Linked DNA regions of Drosophila melanogaster: region 2 is linked to region 1. The links are chromatin contacts, called in public Hi-C maps. All regions are on one chromosome and are shown on one strand. Each heading gives the region's core, a stretch centred on a gene start, on an enhancer-like site or on the middle of the called end of the contact. The rest is flanking DNA. Distances are from core to core; before and after follow the strand shown. Region 1 holds the start of Ssdp (Sequence-specific single-stranded DNA-binding protein). Region 2 holds the start of hemo (hemotin).

Evidence for each region. A called contact is a pair of places that touch in the nucleus more often than the background predicts.
Region 2: a contact with region 1 is called in a Hi-C map of the Kc167 cell line, with 2.6 times the contacts expected there. The contact joins the promoter of hemo here to the promoter of Ssdp in region 1. A contact is called at or near these places in 2 of 107 Hi-C or Micro-C datasets (the Kc167 cell line and embryo).

The regions. Positions count from the first base shown.
Region 1 is chr3R:18,198,158-18,201,817 of dm6, forward strand. Ssdp (Sequence-specific single-stranded DNA-binding protein) reads right to left here and starts at 1,438. Exons shown (of 2, transcript NM_169794.2): 1 at 1,050-1,438. CG7985 reads left to right here and starts at 1,700. Exons shown (of 4, transcript NM_001275770.1): 1 at 1,700-1,819.
Region 2 is chr3R:18,563,133-18,566,812 of dm6, forward strand. hemo (hemotin) reads right to left here and starts at 2,041. Exons shown (of 1, transcript NM_001300464.1): 1 at 1,132-2,041. The coding sequence starts at 2,000. The coding sequence ends at 1,734. It overlaps CG43210, which reads right to left and starts at 2,041. Exons shown (of 1, transcript NM_001300463.1): 1 at 1,132-2,041. The coding sequence starts at 1,587. The coding sequence ends at 1,408.

The sequences.
Region 1 (3,660 bases), core at 188-2,687:
GGCTATATATCCAATGGCTGGGAAAACTGTACGACCGATTTGAATGCGGTCGAAGGCGAACTCAACTCAAACTAGCGAATGTACACAGAGAGCGAAAACTATGGGCTGTCAGCTGTTATCATTTAAAACAGAAGGTGTTATCGGAATCTATTATGAAACCAGGTGGCGAAACTATTCGAGTGCCCAAAACCTGTGATCAACGACGAAGCCCAAGGGCTGAGTACCTAAACTTGCAGTGTGGCTGCTACAAAAAATACCGGTCCATCTCTCACTCTTTCTTGCTGCCGCTGCCCGCGAGCTCTGCTGGCGTCGCTGTCAGCATGTACAACAATAACAAAAAATATGAGTAAAATCTACATTAGTGCCGATATTGCTGCATTGTTGTTGTCTATTTGAAGACGTCATCAAATTGGGTACGCGGGTTTTCTCTCGCACGTTCTACTTTTTGCCACACACTCTCGCACACACCACACGCACGCACACTCGAACGCACAGCTTCACAGATGGCCGTTTGTTGATATTGTTGCTGCTGTTGCATACGCACCTTTGTTGTTTATTGTTGGCTTTGGCTATCTGTCGTTTTGTGAACGCCCTAATACTTTGAATACTTTTATTTTGGCGAGTGTCGTGTGCTGCTGATTGCAATTTTATCACAAAATCAACAAGAAACACAAACACACAATTCGAGAGGCTGCTGCTGCTGCGCTCGCGAAAGAGAGTAGAAGAGAGGCAGAGAGAGCGGGAGCGAGTGCGAGAGCGGCAGGGCGAGAGGGAGGAGCGATAGCGAGAATACGGAATTTTATTACAATCATTGATTTTTCGTATTCGTATTTGTATTAGCGGCTCCCCGGCTCTTCACATGTTTTGCGCGCATACATATAATTATTTATTATTAAACCGCGCGCTATTTTACTTCGTTTTTTTATTATTAGCTTTTTGCACCAATTCTCTTGTATTTATGTGACGGTGTGTGTGTGTATGTTTATTCGTTTTGCATGGATGTGTGTATGTATATGTTCGAGTGTTTTTAATTTCTTTTCTAAACACACTTTTTTGCCTGCCGCCGCTGTGTTGTTGCTGCTGCTGTAATTTTTGCAAGTTTTCTCTTCACACGCCTTTCATTCGCCGTGCGCTTTGTCCGTGTATTCGACGATTGCTTTTACTGCCTGTTCGGCTGCTGCTGCTTCTTCTTCCACTAAAAATCGGCTCTTTTTTGCCTGTACGAAATTTTCACAGAGAGCTATTGCGTTGAAATGCATTTTAAATTGATGTCATTTCGAAAGCAAACACAACGTTCACATTTTCACTTTGATTGCAAATAACTATTAGTTTGGTTTAATCGTTTAAACACGGCAAAATCGTATAAATATTTTTACTGCTACAAGTTGCGTCGTCGTCGTCTTCGTCTCGTTCGAGTGTGACCGTTTGCCGAGCATTTAAATAATCCGCTGCGAGCTGAGAAACGCACTAAAATTTACTAAAAGCACGCCATTTTCAGTGCTTTTAATAAATGAATATTTATTATTTAGGTGTGGTAAAGGTTAAGCAGTACGCTTTATATGAAATAAATGGGAGGTTGTGATTAAATGAGCTAAATTCTATTAAGGTTTAATTATATTATCGATTAATTATGACAGGGCTGCCAGCGTGCTGGAAAAAGCTCATTTGGCGTTGCCACGGTCGCCTAAGGGTGTCTGGCAGCGTAGTTGGCAATTCACCAAGGAGGACCGTACAGAAGTTCGCGGATAAAATATATCTTAAATGCTAAAATAGTACGCCTTAATGATAAAGAGTTCACGATTACCTAAGTTGCCAATGGGTAAGTTGTTTGCTTGCATTATAGACTGCGGTCTGCACCTAAACTGCTGGGCGGGGACTTACAAAAGCCGGCGAATTTCCATGTATATGCATTTACATTGTTGTTGGCCCGCAACTGCAGTGCTGTTAGGTTAACAGCGGCAGTGTGACCAGACGCCCGTTTGTTTATGTTTGGGGCTCGAAAAATAACAGTGTCTGTTCAAAACGCATTCAGTGCGCAAGAACCTCCGCTTGCCGCCAAATGGAAACCCCCCAAGCGAAGCAATATTGAAGAGATCCGAGGCATAAACAGTGCTGAGGTTTAGTGCAACTGCAACTGCTCGCGATTGCGCTACGTGCGCTGCGGTTTCCTGCTGTAATTCAAAGTTCTGCAATTCGCGCGATTTCCACGCCATGCAGTTGAAGCAAATGGACTGTTGATTGACTGGCCCTCAAGAGAGGAAAGCGGATTAAACGGCTTTAACAGTTAAGTTCGAAAATGGTTGAAAAACCAATGAAACGTATTTTTTTCTTTGCACTTACAAAACGAGCACGTGATGACCGAATTTTAATGGTACCCCCCCCCCCCCCCACAAGGCACTTTAAACCATTCAAGTTTTTTATAGCAAAAGAGTTTTGCCTATTTTGCATACGGTCTTTTAGTCTGCCAGTTTTCAAGTGTCGAATCTGTTGGGCATTCAAATGGAACATTTAGATTGTGCACCCCATTTTCTTTTTCTTTTTTATTTTTCAAGAGACACCCCAGAGGACAATCGTTTACCAAATGAATAATGTCGCTTTTGCAGCTACCGAACGATTCACCATTTTGTCAACTTTTATTTGACACATTTTATTGGGCAAATCGCTTGCCCGGTAATCCCTTTGCATTACTAATTCTGTCAAAATCGAGGGCGACATTTCCCAAGGGTCGCATTTCTCACCCGTTCACTCTAAATTCGAATCGAAATCAGATTTTTGTTTTTTTTTTTTTTTTTTTGCTGATGTCGGTGTGTTTTGTGGCTAGGGCTTCCAAACTCCTGTTGACTTTCGCATACAAACATTAGTTTTGTGCACTGTTGGCAAATTCTGGCCCCCAGCCACCCAAAGTGCACACACACACAGGCACACCCGTTCGCCGGGCCATTCAATTAGAAACATTTCGAATCGAAAACACTGAGTTGCATTGCTCTCAAGGACTGAAGCATGCAGCATGTGCAGCATCTGCTGCTGTCGCCATTAGTGGAAAAGTTGCTCGCCAGTTGGGACCACAAATCTGTATTAATTTACGTTTAATGTGCTGTGCGATAATCCAAGTGACTCATAACTATGTGTAATTGAATTAAGCTTTAATTAATGGCATTAACTTGTTATTTTTATTCTCCCCTAACTAATTGCTTGGCAATTTAATGCTTTCTGCACATTGATTAACGCACACAGAGACACAACACAGGGAACAATTGCAGCAGAGAAAGGTAGAAAACCGATGAATGGAATGGCAAACTGATGATGGTGCGAGTCCTTTTTTGTTCGTCACTTACAGTGCGACTTCCTTAAAGAGCACCTTGAAATTTTTGGCCCTTTTTAGTTGTATCTTATAAGAGATCTTAAGGCTAGAAAAGGACAGTTCTTTAAGCTTTAATTCTTTTCCAAAAATACAATGAAGGATGCACTCGTTTCTCGATCCGCTTTATTATTATTCAATTAAGTGGGACTGCCAGAAAAATCCCCCTTTGAGCAGTCCGACTATAGTATTTTTTGCGGATTAAGCGCATGAGAGCGAATAATTTGTGTATGGGGATAAGTACCTACTTTCCGTTGGACCTTCACTCGTGTATCGCCTTGTATCGTTTGGTGGAGCAGCTG
Region 2 (3,680 bases), core at 791-3,290, 370 kb after region 1:
AAAAGTTACCCAAAATGATGAGCGAATAAAGTTGACTAATTCAATTCGATTTGCATTTGGCTGGGGAAACTAGCGCTAAATAAGTTGATGGAAACTCTTCAGCTAAAATGTTAGGAAAACTTAACAAATTGGCAAGAAAATAAAAAATTAGAAGCTAAAATGGAAAAATAAAGCAATTTATCTACAGCAAAGATAATTTAAAATTCTATAAATGTATTAAGAGGTATTTAAAGGAATATAAAAAATATTTAAAAAGGGTAAGCATTTGTAATTTTAGAACCTTTTTATTCATTTATAAGTTTCTATTGAAGAAAATTAAAAAATAATATTATAAATATTGTAGCATTGTCAATGTAAGAAGTTTTTTGGAAAGTAAGCAAAAGCCAAGAATTTTTAGAATAAACAAACAGTTCCAGAACTTGCAGACTGTCCAGAAAGTGCAATATGTTTCTTCATTTGTTTTATACAAATCAAAAAATATGTATGCAGCTAAATATTAAAAAAAATATTTTTTTATCCATATATTAATATGTGTGTAAAATAGAAAAACGTCTTAGCTTCTTAATAGTTTTTACTTCTAAATGAGTTACCTTCAATTTGCTTTGTTTTAAAGCTCACTTTACACTTTGGCCACTTAATTCGCTTAATTTAATTTCCCTTATTACCTGTGACGACTTCGTTGCCGGGATGTGAATGAAAATGTCATTTATTAGCGCATCTCGTCCTGCCACCGAGGACCATCAAAACCGCCGTGCAGCTCTAAATTTTGCAGGTCGTGAAAGGAAACGTCAGCGAAGATGCATAGCCAAGTTTTTGGCTAAATTTATGGCCCGTCGTAAGCAACCAACAACTCTCAAAATACACCCATCCAAAACACACACACACACCCACAGACATCACGTTTTCACCTTAAGTTGTACTTAAAGGTACTTCGTTCCTGCCGTGAACTCATCAAACATTTTATTACACAACAGGCAACTCTTTTTTTATGGTTGCGATCCGAGCGGAGACATATAAAAACACTGGTATTCAGATACAGAATGAATCATTCATAACCGATTGTAAACAAGGCGACATCATGTCAGTGACTAGTGTGCATTTTACATTCATTTCGTTTTCAATACACGTTTTATTTACTTTTCGTTATCTTATTTCTGGGAAAGAATTAATAATATAAATATTAATATTTGCGATAATCATATGTCGTTATAGATTTATTTAACACAGAAATATCATTAACTGATTTTTCATAGATTATTTAATTAGAAAATCGTTTAAACATTATCTTATATAATAGATACCGTAACTAAACAATTTTTTTTTAAAGCTTGGCATTTATTATTATTTTTACAAAGGTTTAAAAAAAACGCTTCTCGCAGTGCAGTGATTCACATGAACTTAACTTTGTCAATAGACTTGCAGTCGTTCCACAGAGATATCGTCTGGCAAAGTAGGCGTGGCTTCACGCCCCCGCGATCTACGACACTCGCGGACATTCAGATACCAGTAGTAGAAGTACATGAATACCATCAATATGAAGACCGGTCCGCAGATGAAGTAGGACAAGTGAATTTGACTGTCAGTCATCGTGATGCACTGTCCAAAAAATAAACTAGTTCAAATCCTCACTTTCGATAGCCACTCGTTTATGTCTTGAGCATAATCTTAAGTTTAAAGATTGAAGATTAAAGCATCGCTGAAGTGTTTAATGATTTATCTACAAAGCTAGGATTTTAATAGATATCAACGCTATTCCGGCTGTGCGTTAGCTTCGTGGTGGCCACCATTGAGCATCCGGGCGTGATGGATATGCGACTCAGTGGCAGTGGCAACTGGGCTTGCTGCTCCTCGATGCGAGCTGTTCGACGATCGCGGATCCACTGATAGCCGTGATAACAATAGCAACACAACGTAAGTGCAATTGTAGCTACGGCGGGAATCAGCAGTAAGGGATTGATTTCCGATTGAAATACAACTTCGAAAACTTTAAAACAATCCATGTTGCAAGCGACGTTCGATGTGCGGATGGGGAAATATAACTAAATAGCGAGGAACCCTTAAATGTTTGGCATTTGCGTTCAAATGGCGATTTATTTTCTCCAAATACACACAGAGAAATTATATTGGGCTAATAATTATTACATTCTGAATTTCTTGGTAAATATTTATATAGTTTCTCTATCAATTGTTTTTGAAATAATTACTAAAATATTAATCATGGTCATTATTTGAATTTTCACAATGATTTAATTTAAAAACCAAAATTTTTTCTCTGCAGAACTTTATTCTCTCTCCCTCAAAAATGCAGATAAAACGCTATTAATACTCGCAGCGGATTTGAGTTCTTATCCGATTTTTTTCGTATTTCCGAATGATTTTATCGGTTTGAAATATTAAATTATTCATTCACTTTCATTTTACTAACTGACTAGCTTTAATTTTATTTATTACTTTATTATGAAGCACTTTACTTTCTTAGTGAACTTTGTGTACTATGCCTGTTTGTGATCCACATGCACTCGAGTTGGTGGATAAGCCAGAAGCTTGAATGAATCATGCAAGGGCGCCAAGGTCCCATCTCATTGTTGTTTTCTTCGTCTCATTCCGCTGATGACGATGCCCTCCGGGGATTCTCCAGAATCTGGGGACCATTGCAAATAGAACTGCTAGCTAGACAAACATATAGAACTCCAGGGGAACGCGTCGGCGGCGTCCAGACGCAGCTCAATTCAAACTTTGAAATTGTGCCTTGCTGTGTTGACTGCGAGTGCTGCTGACATTTGATGCTTTATGATGGAGTAAGAACCAAAAAACAAGCAGCACAAAAATGGATGGATATATGCCAAATCGCAGCAACACCTCGACATCTGCCGCATTCCACACACCCACAGACTGATGAGCAAAGTTTGCTTTTAATTTAAAATTTCGCCGCAGAAAAGTAGAGCCAGTTTTTTTTTGGTTTTTTCACACTAAAGATGCTGAGATATTGTGGGTTTTAAGCAAATAAACAATAAATGTGTGGTGTTAGCACTTAATTAATTTCATTAAGGAACTTCGAAAGGGAGCCTTAAAATATTTTAAAGGTGCCACAAAAACATTTCCTACACATCGAACCGAATAGGAATTCTTTCAAAACAAGAAAATAAGTTGCAGTTCATGCATTGAAAATCCTTTTGTATTGCTTAAAATTCTTTCGGTGAAATAAAATTGTTTTTTACCAACTATGTTCGAGGTTCGAAAATAATCGAGGCAGTTGGGGCGTAAGTTTGCAAGCGTAACAAACACACTGACCAAAAAAAAAAAAAAAAAAAAACACTCACAACGCACACAGAATGGATATTTCTCATTCAATTTCGCAGGTGTTTGACTCCATGTCGAAGGTGGCTCCAAATGGAGAAGGAGTGGGAAAGCCTTTGTCGATTTGAGGCGAACGTGGTTTGGTTTGTTTCGTTTCGATTCGATTCGGTTGGCATTTAAGCGGATTTTCAAACGCATCCGAAATGTGCAAATGGAACAGATACTTCGGTAGATACTTTGATCCACAAGGGCTTAAATGAAGATAGTGATGTTAATATAGTCATATTGACTGAATTTGAACTCGATATCAAGGCAGCTGAATTCAATACTATGAAAAGCACTTATTTAACATAAAGTAAATTAAAGTTATATCAGTTATTACT